Regions from separate parts of the Mus musculus genome. Here region 2 is linked to region 1. The links are chromatin contacts, called in public promoter capture Hi-C maps. All regions are on one chromosome and are shown on one strand. Each heading gives the region's core, a stretch centred on a gene start, on an enhancer-like site or on the middle of the called end of the contact. The rest is flanking DNA. Distances are from core to core; before and after follow the strand shown.

Evidence for each region. Promoter capture Hi-C pulls out the DNA fragments that hold promoters and counts their contacts.
Region 2: a contact with region 1 is called in a promoter capture Hi-C map of pre-B cells. The contact joins the promoter of Fgd1 here to the promoter of Apex2 in region 1. A contact is called at or near these places in 10 of 39 promoter capture datasets (the 3T3-L1 cell line, cranial neural crest, embryonic stem cells and 6 more), 4 of 484 Hi-C or Micro-C datasets (cardiomyocytes, embryonic stem cells and uterus), 1 of 115 datasets of contacts at active chromatin or transcription factors (astrocytes) and 1 of 9 other capture datasets (adipose tissue).

The regions. Positions count from the first base shown.
Region 1 is chrX:150,583,469-150,590,216 of GRCm38.p6, forward strand. It overlaps Apex2 (apurinic/apyrimidinic endonuclease 2), which reads right to left and starts at 4,687. Exons shown (of 6, transcript NM_029943.2): 1 at 4,455-4,687; 2 at 3,575-3,658; 3 at 2,397-2,577; 4 at 1,733-1,879; 5 at 997-1,066. The coding sequence starts at 4,608. It also overlaps a transcript of Pfkfb1 not described here.
Region 2 is chrX:151,044,001-151,051,183 of GRCm38.p6, forward strand. Fgd1 (FYVE, RhoGEF and PH domain containing 1) reads left to right here and starts at 3,170. Exons shown (of 18, transcript NM_008001.4): 1 at 3,170-3,981. The coding sequence starts at 3,675. It overlaps Gm46690 (a long non-coding RNA gene), which reads right to left and starts at 2,092. Exons shown (of 2, transcript XR_001782846.2): 1 at 502-2,092.

The DNA of each region.
Region 1 (6,748 bases), core at 3,437-5,936:
TTGAAGAATTTTGTATCTATTCTGGGGGCAGTATTTCTCAAGCTTGTGTGCATGTTAAAGTCTCAAAGGACTTTTCAAACAACCCAGGACCCTGGGTCTTATGCAAAGAAAATGAAATTAGTTTGTCAAAGAAACAATTGAACTCCCATTCACTGCAGTATCATTTACAACAGCCCAGATACACAAGCAAACTATATATTCATTAATGAATAAATAAGGAAAATATAACATGCATACAGAGTACAATACCATTTAGCCAGAAAGAACAGATTTTTCTTGTCATCTGCAGCACAATGAATGGAACTGGAAGACTTAAAAACAAGGCAAGAGCTGGGCAGTGGTGGCGCACACCTTTAATCCCAGCACTTGGGAGGCAGAGGCAGGTGGATTTCTGAGTTTGAGGCCAGCCTGGTCTAGAGTGACTTCCAGGACAGCCAGTCTCGGAAAACCAAAAAAAAAAAAAAAAAAAAAAAAAAAAAAAAAAATCAAGGCAAGCCCATAAAGATCGATGCCATGTGACCTCATTCCTGTATTGCAGTCTCAAAAGGTAATCACATGGAACAGAGTATAGTTGTCACAAGAGTCCAGGAGAGACAGAAGGAAAGGGATACAGTGGCTGGCTAGTGTGAATAGTTTGATAGGAGAAAAAAAGGCCTTGTACTCCACAGTATAGTAATAACTGGTGATAATTTACTATATACTTCAAACCAGGTTGTAGAAAAAAATTTGAATGCCCATACCGAAAGACAAATGTTTGAGGAAATGAATATGAATACAGCAATTTACCCCATTTGACTATCATGTCAGAATTTTATGTGGTACTTCATAAATATGTACAATTATCACATGTAATTTCAGAATGAAAAAAAAAATATATACTCAAAGTAATCATTATTTTTTTCCATAAAAGAGACTACCTCTGGTGCCAAACTCCCAGTTTTGGCTGGCTGGGTGAACGGAACAAAACTGGGGCCTATGGTTTAGAGGGAACCTTACCAGACTACTTGCATCGCAGTGGTCAATGGGTCGGTGGGCTGTATTCAGGTCCCCCAGGATTATCACGTGACTGAAAAACACAATGTGGGACTGTCAACTGGACATTAAGAAAGAGGAGTCCCATATACTTTTCTCCCAGGGCCAAGAGCACAGAGAGGCTTACCTCCCACCTATAGGCTTAGATACCAATTATTCATAGCAAAGTGCCTCTTCCGTTCTCCCATCTTGAACCAAATACTGAGCCGCAATGTTGACACCATTCTATATGATGCTATGGTCTCTACCTAATGCCATCCTTCTCACCCTTCAAATACCAGCTCAGATACCACTTCCTGGAAGAAGTCCCCCTTGATTACCCTAACCTACTCCCACTTTCCTGTCTATCCTTGGAACTAGGCATTTACTACCATCACCTTATCTTATCCTCAAAGATCTTCTACAGGGAAGGGATTCACACAGGCATTTGACAAAAGACTGTTAACAGAGAGCCTTTGAGGTTACCAGTAAGGGAAGAGACAGAATGAGTGGCCAGAGTACAAGGCTCAGAGTTCATGTCACTTTACTCTGTCCTTCCAGTTCTTAGGACAACAAGGGCTGTCAGTTCAGCATGACAGTATTTGATGCTAGAGTAGAAAGGACCTCAAAGACAAAATTTTATGTCCTATCATAGAGCATGGCACAGGCCAACCACCAAGATGTGTTCAACCAAACCTGGCTGTCTAGATTGACAATATACCTGCCAGCTGCCAGGAGCGCTTCTGCTCGCATCTGGAGCAGGCGATAGAAGCGCATCTTGAAGGTCAGCCGCTCAGGCTTCCCAGGATCCGCGTGAGGGCAGTACACATTGATCAGGGTCAAAGTCTTCTCCTTCCCTTCCAATGTGCTGGGAGAAAAGAGCCCCACAGAAGAGGTCAGTTTCAAGTCTCCCCTTCATATCCACCCACCATGCAGATTCTAGTTAATGGTTATCCATGGGATGAACAAAAAACGGTTAGGAGAAATAAATGAGCAAGTCTTGGGGGGATGGACTTTGGATAAGGCAAGGAGGGCATAATACCCAGGTAAACTGGGTATAATGCAGCCATTTATGACTATAAGATACCTAGAAAGAAACCAACTTAGGATGATGAGTTCTGTGCTGGCTAAGCTATTTTTGAGGAGCCCATGGTAATTAAAAAGCTATTCTTTCAGGCCAGTCTCCCTCTGTAGAGAGGGGAACACAAGGCTCAGAAGGAAGCATGAATTTTCCAAGATCACTCAGCCCAGCCTGGACTAAAATACAGGAAGGCAAGTTTGGGAACATTTTTATAGCAACTGAATACCTATAGAATGGGCCTTATATTCTAGACACAAGGACTAGAACCAGTGATGGCCTGTAAGAGGAGGATATGGACTATTACCGGATCTTGTGCTGTGTAAGGAGGGCCCGGCCCTCACTATCCAGAACCCGGAGTTCCTCTTGCGTGAACTCATCCATGTTTCCATAGCAACCAATATCTCCATTCAGGGTGGCAAACACACCACTCAGGCCTTCTTCAGCAGCTACTGGGGTAGCACTGTCCTTACAGAAGGTAGCCACACCTGGGGACGGACAAGAGCATTCTGAACGGGGTCAGCAGCCAATATATCATTGTACAGCCTATCCCACTCCAAGTGTATCCATATAAGGAACAGCTTTGGTTATCTTTGTCAAATTTAACTGTTTCAAAAATGTAAGGACAGCCAGGCGTGGTGGCACACGCCTTTAATCCTAGCACTTGGGAGGCAGAGGCAGGCGAATTTCTGAGTTCGAGGCCAGACTGGTCTACAAAGTGAGTTCCAGGACAGCCAGGGCTATACAGAGAAACCCTGTCTCGAAAAATCAAAAAAAAAAAAAAAAAAAGTAAGGACAATCCTCCTAACTCAGGGGCCATACATGGCTCTGTAGCGTCTTAAAGCATCTGAGGCCTCAGTTTCCTCTTAAAAAGCCACAGAATAGGGCAGTGGTGGCGCACGTCTTTAATCCCAGCACTTGGGAGGCAGAAGCAGGTGGATTTCTGAGTTTGAGGCCAGCCTGGTCTACAAAGTGAGTTCCTGTCTCGAAAACAAAAAACAAAACCAAAAAAAAAAAGCCACAGAATAATGTTATATTTTACAAGAACAATAATAATGTATTTTACACATACATAGCAAATGCTGATGAAAAATTAGCTATCATTATTACCTCATGCAAGACTATGTCTAAACCCTTGTGAGAGCCTAGAAAATAACCATTATCCTTATTTTCTCAGTGAAAAACCTGAAACACAAAGGTAAAGTAACTTGTCAGAAAACACAGAGAGGATGTGAGCCAGGACTTGAACCCTGGCAGTTAAGGTCCAGTGCTTATACAGTTAACTCAGAAGAAGTACATTACTATACTTCTGAGGGACAAAAGGAAACTTCGGTGCATAAATATGAGGTTTCATATGACCTAAAATTAGCAGCATTTGCTTTGGAAATGAAAAGTCAAAATATGTTACCTTCTTATTAAATACCAAAACACTCCTTTTCTCCATCACCAATGCTAACATAAATACCCCCAGAAGACCTCATTTACCAGAATAGCCACTACGGCTGCGGCTGAAGCTGAAATAGGAGTTATAACCCTCAACAATAGCCAGGGGCTCTGTCAGTACATCTCCTAAAAAAAAAAAAAAGAAAAAAAAGTAAATATAAAGTCAGAGGTAAATTAGCACCATGGACCCATGAAAGACTGGAATTACAGTTATAGGTTAGCATACATCAGAGCTGTAATTGAGGGTCAGGAGAAGTGTTTATGTTGACAGGAGCTAGAGAGATGGGAAAGTCAGGAAAGAAAATTATATTCAAATTAGATAGGGAAGCAGAGGAGGGCAAATCAGAGCTAAGTCTTGTGATTTAGATTAAAGTACTCACAGATGCTGGCAGTGGAGATTGGGGACCTGAAGGGTGGGAGGTAGGAGAGGGAATTAGGGAATTCGAGCTGGGAATTATGGGAGAAGAAATTAGGTCTAAATTTGAGGTAAGATATCAAAGAGGAATGAATCTAGGGCCTTGAGGTGGAGAGAAAAGAGGAATTGGAGATATGGGAAGGAGAAATTAAGAGTCTGAGCTAAAGGCAGAGATTAGGTGGGGATTAAGGACTGAGGTGGGGGCAGGGATGGAAAACTGAGGTGTTTGGCTTAGAAGAATGAAAGGAGAAAATTCAAGGCCCAGAGTTCGGGCTATAGAATGAGTGGGAATCTGTGTATGAGGGTTTCAACGGGGAAAGCAGGCCAGGAGTCGGAATTAGGGGTTCTAGCTGGGGTGGGGTTGTTTAGAAAGAAAAGGATCAGGCCTTTCAGATGGGTATAAGGGCAGGATTCTAAGTATAGGAAAACGAAACGCGAAATGAGACAGAACAAAGGTTAGCATCAAAAGGAAAACACCGTAGAGATCTTGGATTCTCGAATGCTCACTGGTCACTTTGGTCTCCTGGAGACAGACAATATCAGCATCCAGCTCGTCCAAAACGCGTCGCAAGGCCGTGGGACAGCTGCTGGGTTCCTGGCATGCAAGGCCTTGCAGGGGACTCCGGATCCCATTGATGTTCCAGCTTACCACGCGCAGCATTTTGGTAAACGGTACAGTTTCCCAAAGGAAGCTTAGGCGGGCAAATGCATTGCTGCCCGGAAGTGAGCTGGCTCCCCGCCTTCCTCTCGCGTTTCCACCGGGCGTTCTCACCTTCCCCTCCGCCCCCTCCGACGGCAGGACGCAAGCAGGGCGGGACTTCGAGTTCAGTTCTCTTAGGCGGGAGACGGAACTAAGGTGGAGGCTGTAGGAAAACCGGGCTTGATCAAACGAGCCTGTCACCCCAGTACTCAGGAAGCTGAGGCAGGGTCAGTAATGAATTCAAGGCCAGCCTGGGCTACATAGCAAGACCCAGACCAAAACCTGGGAAGAGTAACTGGTGAGAGGCGCGTCTCTGGTTGGGCTCCTTCTCTTCTGGCCGCATGCTGGCCTGGACGCCCGAATCTGACTGCTCTTCTCTACTACAAAAGTACCCCCTGATGCGCCAGGTTACTGACAAATGGGATTTTGTCCCTTTGTCAAGGGGCAGGCCTCTGGGGAAACAAGCTGAGCCAACGCCCTACCCGGATCGAGACAGGACTCTGGCTTTAGTGAGCGGCCCCTGGCGGTGGCTGAGGGGCTTCTGCAGACCCTGGAGTCCTTTTGGGCAGTGGCGAAGGGAACTTTCTCCGTTAAGCAATTAAGAACCTAGCTAGCCTCCGTTTTAATGGAGTCTGGAGGAAGGAGACTGCCTCAAATCCTCCCTGTATAGCCATGTTTGTCTTGACTCTCAAAGCATAAGACAGACTTGCATTTGGCTCCATTTCTCAGATGAGCAAAATCGAGGCCTAGACCATTTAAGCTCCAGAATAGTATCATTTCCCGATGCAGTTATGGTTTTCCTGTCTATACCGTGTCCTTTCATTCTTAGGATAATCCAGGAAGAGGCACTGAAGCTAAGTAGAAGTTGAATAAATTCGTCTCAGCCTCACAGAAGTGGTAGAGCCAAGATTTAAACCCTTCTTAATCAGGTAAACAATTGATTTTTTTTTTGTCCACACACCTCTGTGTTTACGTCTTTTCCTGTGGGCACCACTGCACTTTATGGTCCATGGCACAGTATTTACCACAGTGCACAACCCCCATTGATTTCCGTTGTCACTAGACTGCCAGCAGCCTGAATGCAGTGGCCATCTCTGACCCACCTTATATGATAACGGAATAAATATTTAGCAAATGGATGAATAAGCAGGGCAGTAGGGATGAGTTCTCGACTTATTTTTTTGTGACCACAGAAACAGAATTAACAGGAATCGCCCTATTTCCAGGAAAACTATAACTTTGCATCCTAAGGGTTTTTTTTTTTTCCACTGAAAATTGCTACAAAGTTATTCCCATTCGAATGCACACACCCTCAGAATTTCACAGCCTTTGAGCCATCGTCTTCATGGCTATACAGAGCCACAGTAGGCTGCCCCTCCCCCACCCCACCCCCATCGGACTTAAAGGTCACTAGTTACTGCTATCAGAAAAACAGCTCTGTAATTCAAATTCTGTGCCTTGAGCTTTTCCATGCTTTGGGAGTTACTGACTAAAGATCAAATCCCAGGAGTGGGTTAATTAGGACAAGGGAAATGAACATTTTTCTTCATGTCACCAGTTGCTTTCAAGCAAGGGATTTTGCCCATACTGCACTAAAGGCAGATAAATATAAAGCTTTGTCCCAAAGAAATCCAGATCTTGCTCACCTCAATAGCTGGTTTTCATTTCTCCATTCTCCAGTGGCTTGTTAATATTAGTACTGACCTTTGGGGCACGGTGAACAACACATGGTTGGACTGAAGAGAAAAGTCTCTGGGTGGCTCAGGAACTTCTTTGGCAAGTACAGCAGCTAATATTTCAACACTGCACACACCCCTTAACAAGGGTGCTTCCTCAGCCTTCCCAGGAACCAACGGATGTCTCCCGGTTTCCTATTTGATGCCACCCACCGGACCTGCTTTGGGGGTCTGTAAATGCAAGAGAGCCATTGGATAATTAGCGATGGAAGAAAAAGCCTCTAAGAGAGCAGGTAGGTGAGCATAAAGGAAAAGTAGACAGGTCTTTTACAGGTCAAAATCCTTGCTTCAGGCTCCTTGGAAGATTTTTCTCTGCATAGGAATTTGGTTTAGCTACTTCAAAGGGGATGGGAGAGTTGGGGAAT
Region 2 (7,183 bases), core at 1,920-4,419, 460 kb after region 1:
CTTTCTTTCTTTCTTTCTTTCTTTCTTTCTTTCAGATTTATTTATTATTATATCTAAGTACACTGTTGCTGTCTTCAGATGTACCAGAAGAGGGCGTCAGATCTTATTACAGATGGTTGTGAGCCACCATGTGGTTGCTGGGATTTGAACTCAGGACCTTCGGAAGAGCAGTCAGTGCTCATAACTACTGAGCTGTAGCTCCAGCCCCCCCCCCGAATACTTTCATCTGCATTCTTCATTTGCTGATTCCCATTCTTTCAAGCTTTGCTTGACCCCTAAAGCTAGACACTACCAACCCCTAAATTCTTTCATTCCTGTCACTCTCTCTGTTCTGTTCATTCATAGCCTTAATGCAGTTTATAAATGTGCATGTTTATGTGTTGTAATCTGGTGTGCATTTATGTCACGTCATCTCCGGTACTGGTCCGGTCATTTTGAGAGTGGTGTGTGCTCAACACTTTCCTGTTTGTGATCCTTCTTACAGCATAACTGGTGCCTCACCTGAAGCCTAGACTCCATGCTCCGGAGACATTCACAGCGTCAGCTGAAACTTAGGCAAGTGAAGAGGAATGAGGGAGAAGTGAAGAGAGTTCCATATGCGACGGCAGCAAACGTGCAAAACCTCAGCCTTCATCCCAGCACACCGGAGCCTGAAGCAAGAGGACTCACTGCAGTCCAAGGTCAGCCTAGACTCCAAATGAGGCCCTGCCGCTAAAAAAAAACCCAAAGAAGCAAAAGAGAACAACAACCCAAAACCTCCAGAGGTCATATGGATGGAATTGTCAAAGAATTTTAAAAATTAAGGTTAAAAAAGCCTTCAGAGGCTGGATAGACCAAGGAACAGTCTTACAATTTTTCAACTTTGACTCAAGCATTAGGTTTAGAAAGGCTGATTGAGATCTCACCAGATCATAAAGAGCCCTGCCAAACCTCTAATGTTAAGGAAGGTAAATTTTCTTTTGAACCTTTGGGGACTTGGAAGATTCTAAACTTGTGAATGATATTTGATTTTGAAAGACATAGACTTGCCAGATGTGGTAGTATATGCCCTTAGTCTCATCACTCAGGAGGCAACCACAGAGGGATTATAAATTCAAGGCCTGCCTAGGCTACACAGTGAGAGCTTGTCTCAAAAAATAGTAATAATACAGACTGCCTACAATATAGAGAATAGATTCCAGGACTCAGTGAACACTTGCCTGTCTTGCCTGAGGCTTTGGGTTTGATACATGATAATGAAAAATAGTTAAGAATAGATTCCAGAGAACAAGACTGAAACAGGAGAGCTGTGAAGGTATTGCAGATTAGAAGCTGTACTAGCCTACACCAGCGAGTGGCAATGGAAATGAGACTGTATAAGTAGATGATGGAGATGGTCCTGTAGATGATAGGAAGACTTGGCAATTGCATGGGGGGGGGAGGTGTAGAAGAGAGAGAGAGAGAAAAGAGCCAGGGTATAGCTTAGATCTCTACTTTGACCAAGATCCTTCACTTAGGTAAGGTACAGCTCATTGAGAGAGGATTTCTTGAGTTGGGAAAGAACAGAGATTCTAGGTTTCTCTAGGATTTTCAAACAATGTTGTTTTCTAACCAGCTGAATGTCTGGGCCAGGAAAAATGTTTTGATTTGAAGTATTTTAGAGTAACTATCAAAGAAGTAATAATTGAAGCCATAGAAGCAAATGAGATATTGAGGGAAAGACCAGAGAGAGTGCGTGGGAAGACAGAGCTCAGGCCAAAGCTCCCAAGAACACTACTAAGACGAGGAGGAAACTGAAAAGGAAAAAGGAGAAAAATAAGCATGATATGTCATAGGGAAGCAATTTCAGGAGAAGGGAGAGGTCACTGGTGCTACCTGAATGCTAGCAAGTCCAAGTAGGATGACCTCTAAAGAGATTCTTTTCGGTTTAGTAACGTAAGCTATGGAAGACCTTGATAAGAAAAATAGCTTGGAAGAAGTAGTAGAGGTGAGTTGTAGCAGGGTTAAAGATAAGTGGGAGGTAGGAAATGGGACACTTGACTATGAGCAAGTCTTGAGTCATCTGTAAAAAGAGAAGAGAGATAACTTTTGGTGCTTGTTTTTTTAGATGGGAGAAGATACCTGACTGTTTAAAGCCCAGAGCGAAGGGACTCGGAACGAACTCAGAGGTCTGTTGCTAAGAATTCCAGACCTTTCTTCTGGCGTCTTCTGTTCACTCCATGTAAGTAGGACATGGGCTTATCAGCTAAGTACCGTGGGACGGAGTTGGGGGCACAAATCAAGATCTTGGGGAGACTAGATTTGATATGGCCACCATGGATGAGAGTTATCTAGGCAATGGGGGTGAAACAGAAAAGAAAGTTGACTACTAGTAGGGTGTCGGGTCAGTTCTGAGGGACTTGTAGAAGCTGGGAAATGAGGGTTTATCATGACACAAATGTGGAAAATTGTAGTGTTACCCAGTAGTGTTCAGCTGCCTGGGCACAAGCATGGAAAAAAAGGCAAACAGTTGGACTGGTTCAGTTTTGGGTTGCTGCCAGCCGGGTAACGGACAAAACAAGGGACCGCGACAAAAAGAGTGGAAAAGTAAAGGGCCATGAGATCTGGTCTGAGAAAATAAGTACTAAAGGATCGCTACGTGCCAAGCCTAGCTTAACTCTGGGACATGTGGAAAGGCTTCTGGGAAAGAGTGTGATGGGAGAGCGGAAGAAGGCATGAGATGCGACGGAAGGGTCGATTTCGGAAATTGGGCCCAGAGACTCGCCTCTGTGGGACCAAGGAAGGATGGGAAGGAAAGCTGAAGGGCCAGCAGAAGGAGGGCCTTAAGCTCCTAGCAGTTAGAGGTGAAACTGGCCCTAGCGAGGGGGCGTGGCCAAGCTCAAATCCCGACGAGGGGGCGGGGCTCCAATAACTGGGTCTCAGCGCCGCGGTGGCTGCGGCTGTCTCAGCAACGGCTCGCGCCTCCCCATCCCCCAGTTCCCAGGGCTCTTCCCGCCTGCCGCGGTGCAGACCCAGGACGAAGGCGGAGAAGCCCGGTCCAGCCCGGTCCTCCGCCCGCACGGCTGGAGCATCGTTCCGGAGGACTGCCCGAAGGCAAGCCTCGCAGCCGGAGAGCGCGGCGCACACGCGCGCCTCCCGGCCGCGGCCGTCCTCTCTTCCCTCCTTCCTCTCCTCTCCCCCTCCCCTCTCCTCCGCCCCCAGCCTCCGCTGCGGCGGGAGGAAGAACCCTTCCCGACTAGCCCAGAGAACCCAGGTCGATTCTCATTCCGGGAGAAAGAGACCCCCCTCGGTGGGATCCGGCTGGCCGCTCGCCCCCGGCTACGGAAGTGACTGGTCATCTATTAGGAGAGCTCGTGCCTAGCGCAGCCCCCGACCCTCGCCTAGCCGCAGCCGCATAGACAGCGCTCCCCAGCGGGCCCCCGGCCCCGCCGAGCCCACTCCCCGCTTGGGGCCAGGGCTGGCGATGCCTGGCGCGGCAACGGCGGTGGCCGCGGCTGCTGCTGCTGCTGCCGCCACGGCTGCTGGCCGGAGCCCGGGTCGGGGGCTCGAGTCTCCGCAGTGGGGCTGAGCCCGCAGCCCCGCCCCCCGAGCCTGAGGCCGCTGCTCCGCCGGGCGCCGGGCCTTCTCCGCCCGCGCCTCCGCCCCAGGAACTGGAGCCAAGCGGGGAGCCCGGGCCCCGCGCCCAGGCCCGGACCATGCATGGCCACCGAGTCCCGGGGGGCCCTGGGCCTTCGGATCCCGAACGCTCAGCGGCAAATACCCCCGGTGCCGCTCCGCTGGCCTGTGCCGACTCGGACCCTGGAGCCTTGGAACCCGGGCTGCCGGTGAGCAGGGGCTCAGGCACGGCTCTTGGAGGCCCTTTGGATCCTCAGTTTGTTGGACCCTCGGATGCCAGCCTGGGAGCGCCTCCAAGCTCCCGGGTCTTACCCTGCGGCCCTAGTCCTCAGCACCACCGGGCCCTGCGCTTCTCCTACCACCTGGAGGGCTCGCAGCCTCGGCCTGGTGAGTGATCCAGACAGCATGGGAACCTGGGCCACGGGCCTGGTACCGGGAACGGGTTCTTGTTCTAGGACTTGGAGCCGACATGCTCACCCTAGCCCCTTGGGTCCCCTCAACCCCTACCCCCACCTCCTGCAGTATTCGGTCCAGTCCTTTCAGCCTTTGCCCCTTGCTCTTATCTGTCCCTTGCGCCCTCAAGCCTTAAGACTCCTTTCTCTTCTAACTGTTGAGGCTAACAGGAGAGGAAGCACTCCAAGAAAAGGGGGCAGGATTTCAGGGCAGCAATGGGGATGTGGTTGGAATAGGAGAAAAGAAGTCTCCCATTAGCTAAGTGACTACATTTGTGCATGGCACTGAACTGGGTACTTTTACAAGGGTTTTTGTTTCAGCTTCAGGAGCCATCTGTGAAGTGGATATCATCAATTACATTTTTAGGGGTGCAGACTGAGGCTTTGAGAAGTAACTTGTCCAAGGTCACACTGTCATTATGGTGCCTGGATTTAAAAACAGATCAGAGTCCAAAATCTGTGGTCTTCCCGCTTCCCCAAACTGAAGCTGGAGAGTAATGCAAGCTTTCTCCTTATGTGATTTCCCCTTATACGACTCAGTAGCCCGAAAGTATGAGCAAAAGAGAGAGGGAGATGGTGGACTGATCCTAGATTGTGCTTCTGCTAGGTGTGTGTGGCCACAGGACAAGGGGAGGAAGAGGTAGGGGGTATTGATGAGAGAGAAAGGTGGAGCTGAGCCTGGAGGAAGGGGCTGAAGGCGCTGCTGGTACGAAGGAATAGGACAGAGAGGTCAGAAGGGAGAGCTGCTGGGCCAGGAGATTGTTTGGAAAAATCATCAGGATGGTTGCTTGGGTTTGCAGTGTGGTGGAACAACTCTAGGTCAGGCTGGGGCCACAGACCCCGATGGGCCTTTTCATAGTCCTGAGTATCTGAGCAGCCTAGCAGAGCCTCTAGGATATTCTCACGTGGGCCTGAGTCTGGGAGCCTTGAAGGAAGAACAGTGTATGGATCTGCCCTATCTTCACTGGGACTGAAGGAGGTGGTGAGCTTTTAGCAGCTTCCAGGGCTCATAGCTCACCTTCCACAGATCACTAGGACTGTGGCTCAGGACCAGGTAGTAGGAACAGTTGGTGAAGCATAAAACATGGGCAGAATACGCCTCTCTCTGCTGTCTCTTCTTTGGATAGTTATGGAACCTCTGGGAGATTTCAGGCGCTGCCCCCCCTCACCCCCTTGTGAACTGGAGATAGGCAGCTGACACTCTTTAATGCTCTGCCCTGCTTGTTGCTTCTGCTGGCTTCCCAAACTCCCCTGGACACATGCTACTCATACATACATACATACATACATACATACATACATACTTGATCTTAGCTCCTCCCTTCAAATCCCTAAACAGCCAGAGCTCTCCCACTGCAGTCTGCATTTGCTTTGCCTTCTGCCTGTTAGCTCTTCCCTCAGCCCTCCACCTGGCTTGCTCCTCATCTTTCTGGTCTCAGCTCAAATGTCCCCTCTGAGAGACCTTCCCTGACCACTTTAAGTAGGGCCTCTTGTGAATCTCCATCACAGCTGCCAGTGTGTGTCTATCCTTACATTTAATACAGTCTGAAAGTGCCCTCTTGTATGTGTCTACTTGTTTATTGCGGCTCATTTGCCACCAGAAAGTGAGCTCCTCGAGGGCGAGGGGGCTGAGTCTGTTTTGTTTTACCTTGTATACCTAAGGGACTGATGTAGTGCCTAACACGTGGCAGGTACTCAGTGTCTCGATGGATGGTAAGGGAACGCATAGTAGGCCCTCTGTAACTATTGCCTAAGAGGACTCCGAGCTCCCACCCAGCAAATACTCTTGGTCTGGGAGACAAAGCTAGGAAGGTCTTGACCCTTGGTCTCTGCCCTCTCTAGTCAACATAGGGTTGATAATGAGCAAGCTTTTCTACTCCACCAGTTCTTCCAAATTCCAAAGCAGAGTTCCCTTCCCAGACCATCCCCCTCTTCTCCTCAACCAATAGTGTTGTTTTCAGGATCCTGTCTCCCCCCCCCCCACCCCTGCCCCCAGCTAAGTCCTTGCCTCTGTAATGGCTTGAGTGGTATCTTTTAGTTTACACCCCTCCCCCCTTTTGTTTTTCAAAATAGGGTTTCTTTGTGTAGCCTTGGTGGTTCTGTAACTCAGAAATCCACCTGCCTCTTCCTCCCGAGTGCTGGAATTAAAGGCGTGCTCCACCACTGCTCCAGCTAGAGTCTTTTAATCAAAAGTAAAGATTGGGGGTAGAAAGGGAAAGACTTGGTCTCCCGTCTGGCCATTTCTCACTTACTGTGTGTCCCTGGATGAATGACTTCAGTTCTCTGTGCCTCAGTTCCCCTCGTCTAGAGAGTGATATCTAGGAATCCATCAGATTCTTTTTTGCAATGCTTTCAGCAATCAGGGACTTAAAAAATAAAATACGAGGAGAGAAAACCCTTCGAGAAAACCCTTCTGAAGAAGAGGCGGAGGAATTTCTCAAGTCCTGACAAGGCGGGCACTGGGCCATGTGATTCACAGTAGCATGGGCTGTGAGAGGCCCGCCTCCCCCTCTGCACAGCCAGCTCAGAGGTAGGCACAAGCAACTTGCTTCTCTCCATAGGACTTGCCTATAATTGGCTCAGAATGGGCAGAGGTGGTGGATGGAGGGAGAGCAAGAAAGAGGGAGAGACAGACAGAAAGTCGAGCTTCAGTTAAAGGGTTAGAAACATTTTAGTCCACCTGCTAAGATATTCGTGTGTCTGCTGACTTTCTCCTTCAGACTTTTATTGAATCACCAGCCTTACGTCCCAGTGGTGCATCCCAGAGCAGCAGGGGGTGGTGGTGTGAAAATAATAATTATATCTTATCCATGTGAAGAGCTCTGAATTACCTCCCCTGGCCCTTTCTTTTTGTTATTCTGTCTAGTACCTGGTGGAGAGTGTTATGTTCGTCTTCTAGGCTGATAAAGGCCAACCAAGGCTTCCTTGGACCACTGGGATAACCCGGTGAGATACTCCTGTCCCTAACACTTGGACAGGGTTAGCAGAGGGCTTCCAAGTGTAGGTTTATGGGTAGGGTTTTGGGAGAATCCTACTGTAGTCCTCAAGACTGAGGCCTAGAATGCTTTCTCACATGTTGTGGAGTTGGTGAAAGCTTGGCCTAACCCTAGCTCAGCCAAAGGAGTTGGACTTGATGT